Regions from separate parts of the Oryctolagus cuniculus genome. Here region 1 is linked to region 2. The links are chromatin contacts, called in public Micro-C maps. All regions are on one chromosome and are shown on one strand. The core of a region is the stretch at or near the end of the contact, and the rest is flanking DNA. Distances in the headings are between cores, read along the strand shown. Region 1 holds the start of OLFML3 (olfactomedin like 3). Region 2 overlaps SYT6 (synaptotagmin 6).

What was found. A called contact is a pair of places that touch in the nucleus more often than the background predicts.
Region 1: a Micro-C map of ear pinna shows a contact between it and region 2, with 2.2 times the contacts expected there. The contact joins the promoter of OLFML3 here to the enhancer-like site in region 2. A contact is called at or near these places in 2 of 6 Hi-C or Micro-C datasets (ear pinna and psoas muscle).

The regions. Positions count from the first base shown.
Region 1 is chr7:56,373,256-56,376,487 of mOryCun1.1, forward strand. It overlaps OLFML3 (olfactomedin like 3), which reads right to left and starts at 1,503. Exons shown (of 3, transcript XM_002715753.5): 1 at 969-1,503; 2 at 1-259. The coding sequence starts at 1,292. It overlaps HIPK1 (homeodomain interacting protein kinase 1), which reads right to left. Exons shown (of 16, transcript XM_051856145.2): 16 at 2,756-3,232.
Region 2 is chr7:56,265,976-56,269,183 of mOryCun1.1, forward strand. It overlaps SYT6 (synaptotagmin 6), which reads left to right. Exons shown (of 8, transcript XR_007923501.2): 5 at 202-373; 6 at 1,428-1,557. Among named protein-coding and RNA genes, the nearest start is that of SYT6, 53 kb to the left of the region's middle. Within about 2 kb of position 1,581, at least 1 of the 8 cell types and tissues checked has an H3K27ac peak or open chromatin away from gene starts, as enhancers often do. A contact at or near this core is called in ear pinna, where this site is marked.

The DNA.
Region 1 (3,232 bases), core at 253-2,752, 110 kb after region 2:
TTCTGCCCTTGCCTTTCGTCCCAGGGCCTCCAGTCACCTTCTCATCAAACTCCACACAGGGCAGAGCTGGGTTCTGGGTCTCCAGATAGTCAACCTCCCGCTCCAGACGGTCCACTCTGCCGGAGATGGTGTCAGCCTCGGTTCTGAGCGCCTCCCGCTCCTTCTCTGCCACCTCCAGCAGCGGCAGCATCTTGTTCTTGAAGTCCCGCAGCTCGGCAGCATGCCGACTGCTCTGGTCCTGGCACTGGGCCAGGCGCTCCTGAAGGGATGGGGAATCAGGAGAGAGGGCTGCAGGGTTACAAGTCCCAGGCAGGGGGAGGCCCAACCAGGGAGTCAGGAATGCGAAAAAGAACAAACTCAGCCAGGCTTTAATAGCCCATTCCGCCCCCACAGAAAAGAAAACCAGATGTCCAGAGGTGCTAAGTGTGCAACAGCCCAGCTCAGCTTCACCTCGGCCCCTACCCTACCCCTACTCCGTGCCTCCACCCTGTGTACCCTGTGAGCAGGGCCACTGTGCCCTCTGAGGTTCAAGGGAAGCCTCGGTGCATGAAGGCGGCAAGGGCTCCCTCCTCCACCGTGCAGTTCACTTCACAGGGATTAGGATGCTGCAGATAGCACACTGGCTTAAAAAGGCAGGAAGCTGCAGATTCCTCGGGAACCTCAACTCAGCAGAATCATCAGCTCCTCCGGTTGCATCCCCACCGTCCTGGCTCTCATTTCCACTCTGCTCCCTTACCCCATCTAATTCCGTGGGTAAAGCACAAAGGTCTGTTTGCTTTGGAATCCTCTGTGTGGGGAGAGAGGAGGGCTTGTAGTTGGAGGATTCTCTCATCAAAAGACAAAATCTTCTGTAGGTTCTTGCAGCATCCTATCCTGTCACCCCCAGATGCCTAACAAATTGGTCTGTTGAACCAATCAAAGATGTAGAATCCTTCCAGGCTAGGCTAGAAGAGAAAGGAGTCCCTCACCTCTAAGGCAGCTAGCCGGCGTTCCATGTACTCCACAAGGTGGTGCTGCTGTCCTCGAAGGGGTCCTGACCATGACAAAAGGAAGAAGAAGAGGAGAGGAATGCTGGGCCCCATGGCAGCGTGAAGAGTGGGTCGAGAGTGGAAGAAGTGTGCACTCGGCCTCTTCCCCTCAAGCCTGCGGGCTGGCTTTGGAGGCGGGGTGGGGGGCGGTGCCTTCCTTCTGATCTCCGGGTCTCTCTCACTACTCTGGAATGCTTTCCCAGTTTCTTCACAATCCCCACCCCCTCCTTTTCCGCCTTGATTGATTAAACACAGATGGCCCATTGCACAGCAGCCAGGAGCCTAACCACCTCCCGCACAGGCTGTAGGCGCCCCAAGAGGGAGAGGGGGGAGAGGGCGGAGAAGGGGGGGCAGGCGGCCTCTGGGCAGTCACCCAGAGGAAAGAGCTGGCTGCAGGAGGCAGGGACCCCGGAGGAAACAGCAAACTCTCCCCTCAGTTTCAGAAGCTGACAGCACTCCCTCTCTCACAGGAACAAAATGGACTGTTTTCTGCCTCCTTCAGTGTAAGCTGGAAGTGGGGATGGGGCGGGGGATGAAGTTTGAGGGGAGGAGGTGAAGAGCCAAAGTGGTCAAGTTTAACTTTTTCTGTAGCTCACTGGCGCCATCTTGTGCCAAGCACCTGGTGTTCTCTCTCACGATTAACAGCATCAAGGCTTGGACTCCACCCCATGTGGAAAATTTTCCACAAAGCCAGCCAAGGAGACTGAAGTATAATGGCTTTCATCATTAAAATGCAGATTTCCCCACAGACCACTCAGTTACTTAGAGGTCCATGCCAGTGTCTGACTCTCTCTCTCTCTCTGATTCAGCCCCAGGAAGAGAATACAGCAGATAAAAACAAAACAAAACAAGGTTATCAGGTCACTAAAAAATCAGTAAACTAACTTGATTTTCTGAATGTAAGAATGACAGCACAGCCATGTTACATGTTTTTTGTCTGTCGGCTTTTTGCCTGAAGACATTCAGGGATATTCTCTTACCACACTGAGAAGCATTCACACCAATTTACATTAATTTATTAACAGGGGAAAACATCTGAAAAATATGTGTACTGCAGTCTAACTCACAGTCAATGAATCCTCACCTCCCTACTACTGGAATAAAACAGACTACTGATCATTTCTCTCGGCTGTGGTCCAAAGGGTATATCTAAGTGCTTCTCAATTTTGTATCCCAACTAAGGCTGCAGGACCACAAAATGAATTAACAGCCACAGTAAGGAAAACTTGGCCCAAAAATGTGTCAAAGATACCAAATACAGCATTTATTCAGAGACTTGCAGTAATTAATCTAGGTAAATCCCTCTTTATCAGAAGTTTTACCCAATTTAGAATCAAAATAAGTCTGATCAGAGGTGGTCCTTTACTGAAAAGGACCATGCTTCTACCAACGCAGCTTTGGGTGGGGGACTCTTCCTGTGGGGATTCACTCAATAATGCATAGTCCGACACATTAGCCACTGCACCACTGGCCCACCCGACACACTGCTGCCTTAAATGTTTGGTGAAAAATGTCAGGAAGCAAAGTTTAATTAGCCTGTCTCAGAATCCTTCTATCTCTTTCAAAGGGTCAGATTCAGATGGTCCGGCACATTTCCTATGAAATCCTATTCGTTCCCATTATGGAACTCTGTATAAAGAATGCAATTGTGTTTGGTTGCTCCAAAAAGACATCATATGTTGATCCACCATGTACCCCACAACAGAAGTCAAAAATAGTCACGTGAATCAGAAAATTTACCCATTTTATTGATGCATTGCAATTGCTCTACATTTTACCATATTATGTAGAAAATACTGAAAATACAAGCTACTTTGTAAAACCAAAGACAAACATTGAATCCAAAGATAAACTATGTTTTACACAATGGACCCTTTTCCCGTAGTTAGTATTAAATTTTAAATATCTATTTCTTCTGTTAAAATGATTATTTTACATACTCCCTAAGTACGTCTGCGTTACAAACATAGCTCAGTAATTCTCAGAAACTATCTGTTTCTAGAGGCTTGCTGTAAAAGTAAGCGCACAACCAGAAAAGGGAGAAAGCAAAAAAAAGTCTAAATCGCACACAATAACTAGCATATCAAATACATTTAATAAAGTAGGAATTCCATTGCAATATCAAGGATTTGAAGCAGAAATACTAACATTACATATAATGTACATATAATGTACTGCTACATGTAGTGAGATTATTTTTCAAG
Region 2 (3,208 bases), core at 331-2,830:
AAGACTGTTTATTAAGCACAGACTGTCCTTGGAGACAGGTGTGCTACATAAATTCCAGGTGACTTAATTATCTTACCAGCCCGCTGATCCCGTCTGAGGAGCAGTGGTAGGTGTGGGGCTTCAGGCCCACAGCTGCAAATGGGGTTTGGGGACATCTGTTTGACATGCTGCCTTCCCTTTGCACGGTCCCCATTGGCACAGACCCGTATGTCAAAGTGTCCCTGCTCTGTGACGGGCGGAGACTGAAGAAGAAGAAGACCACCATAAAGAAGAACACGCTCAATCCTGTCTACAATGAGGCCATCATCTTTGACATTCCCCCCGAAAACATGGATCAAGTCAGCCTGCTCATCTCGGTGATGGATTATGATCGGTGGGTACAGCTCCCGCAGGGACACGATTCCCCAGCCCTCACCCCCACCCCTTAGGGCTCCTTGACCTTGAACCTTGTAGCTCAGGGTTCACGTGCCCTTTGGCCTCAGATCCGCCTCCTCCAAAGCCAGGCCCAGGAAGTTGAAGAAAGGCATGGATTCTCCCTTGGCAGTGGGCCCGAGCGTTCCTTCCTCTCTGGCTCATGTCCATCAGGGACAGACAGGTCCACCTTTCCGTTCCCTGACTTCCCTTCTTCCCTCTGGCTCTGAGTCCCTTTAAAGTGCCTCTCCATCCTCTCTGTTCCTGCTGCTGTCACCACCCTCACTCCAGCATGGCTGTGCAGCCACCGATTGCCCCCCGCCCCCCCCCCCCCCGGTTCAGCCAGCAAAGACCCACCTTCTAAAGGACCACTTGCTCTCTGCACCTGCCCTGCTCAAGAACCTAATTCTCCCTTCCTCAGATACATTTCTTCTCTTCCACTCATCCTGTTCTTCCATCAAGCCTGGCTCAAAACCATTTTCCAACCACTCAGCCCCCTTTGGCCCCTTTGCTGTAGTTGTCCCCGTAGCTAAAAGAGAGAGAAACCAAGCAACACAGCCTCCGTCCGGGGTTCTTCGCCTAAGTGTCCAGGCATAGTCGGTGCTTGACGAGCATCCTCGAGTGGTGACTGATGCTCTCCATGAGGGAATCAATCACTCCCAGCTGCTGGGGGCCACGGCGCTCTGAGCAGGTTGATCTATTTCCAAATGCTGATGTCTCCAGGGAGGCTGTCATGAGTCGGCCGAGGGAAATGAGTGAAGACGCAAACTCTCCCACTCCCCAGAGTCAGGCCATCTGCCCACCATCTCCCAAGAGTCCAGACGAGTTTCTAACATCTGGCTGTGCTGTGTGTGTCCAGTGGCCCCCTCCAGGAGGCTAGGCAAGGTGTCACTGCTGCCGACACCCCGCTACTGAGCCGTTGTGTTCAGAGCCCGCGGGGCAGAGGCCCGCCCCGGGGCCTCCCTCTATCACAGCTCAAGTGGTAGCCAACGCGGGGACCTTGGTTTCTCCCTCAGAGTGGGCCACAACGAGATCATAGGAGTGTGCCGCGTGGGGATCAGCGCCGAAGGCCTGGGCAGGGACCACTGGAACGAGATGCTGGCGTACCCACGCAAGCCCATCGCACACTGGCACTCCTTGGTGGAGGTAAAGAAATCCTTCAAAGAGGTGGGTGTGGTCGCCTGGCCCTGGGCACGTGTGCTGCATGGCGACGTGGGCTGGAGAATGGCAGTCGGCTGCTGCGAGACCCCCGGCCTTTGGTGGGAAGAGGTCGTGGGGGCCACGTGCTTCTCACCCGCTGTGTCACAGGCATGAAGGGAATGGAGGAGGAAGGCAGAGGCTGCCGCCAGAAAAAGCCCCCCGCTGCTGGGCAGCTGAAAGCAACTCTGAGTTTTTAGTGGAAAACAAGAGCTTCCAAGAAGCCTGCCCCTTGCTTTCACTAAGCCCCTGGGCCTGGTCTGTGCTCTCCCAGAAGGGGTAAGAAGTTCTGTGCCCGTGAGAACAGGAAGTTCCCTGAGGCTCAAGCCAGGCCGACACTTGGCAGTTCTCACGGCGTGCATGGAGAGCACCCAGGAGCAGATTTCTCTCCATGGCCCCAGAGTGTCTGGCTTTCTGGCTAACCCCTGGCAGAGACGTCATGGAGAAAGAGCACTGGGCGGGAGTCCTGAGACTTGGGCTCCAGTCTTGATCCTGTTGGCGTGCTTATAGCTGGAGCCTGTCACTTCTCTCTCAGCTGCAAAGGAGATGTCCCTCTGGGTGACCTAGCCTGCCTCAGCCCCTACTGCACCCTGCCAAGGTCAGATCCTGGGATCTGTCACCTCTGTCGTCCCCAGGCCTGCTCTTTCTCAAGTGGGTTGGGGCTCAGGGTGGCCGGACGAGCCGTAAGCCTCATTTTCAGCATGTCAGACCCCAGTCTGTATCCTGCACAGCTGGGGGATCACCCCCTCATTCTAACAGGCTCCACACCTATGAGTCTGCAGAGTGTGAGAGAGGAGGACCCACGAAAGCAAAACAGCTTTCTCCCTTCCATCACGTGGCCCCAAAGCCCCCTTGACCACGAGTCCCTGCCCCCAGGACAGATCACTGATGCAGGAACGAGCAGCAATCCCAATGGAGCTACTGGTGCCCTGCCCTCTCGGGGTGGATGGGCCGGTTTCTGACAGTGGGAAGTGTCCCCAGAGAGACGGAGGGCTGAGGGGAGCGGACATGGGGGAACCGTGGCTTCCAGGGAGCCAGGCTGTCTGGTTCACCTGCCCAGGTAGGTGAGAGCTGTCTGAGGCTCCTGCCCCACGGCCTTTTTTGGTGGCATCAAGGAATAGGGCAGCAGGGCAAACCCCTGCCAGCTGCGGCTGGACATTTCTGTGACGGTGTCATAAGGAAGGCCAGTCCCTGGCTCTCGGGCCCCCCGGGGGGCGTGTCCGCCTCTCCCCACCTTGTGACGAAGGCCCTTGGGGCAGTGTAGGTGAGGTGCCCTGGCCAGCCCCCACCTAGACAGGAGGTACTGCTGCGCAGATCCCCAGGCAACCTCTGGCAGCTCACTACATGCAATGCTGCCCCAACCAGGGGCAACTGTGACAGCTGCCACCCTGCCTAAGCCTCTGGAGAGATTCCAGAGCGAGTGCGAGTACCCTGAAGTGCTTAGGGCTAGGGCATGGACTGGGAGCCGAGAGGCCTCTGGTGGGCTGGCAACTCACTGCCAGCTCTGACCTTGTTTCTTTAAAAAAATTTTTTCATTTATTTACTTGAAAGAGTTACAGAGAGAGGGGAAGAGACAGAGAGAGAAAGAGAGAGAGAGAGA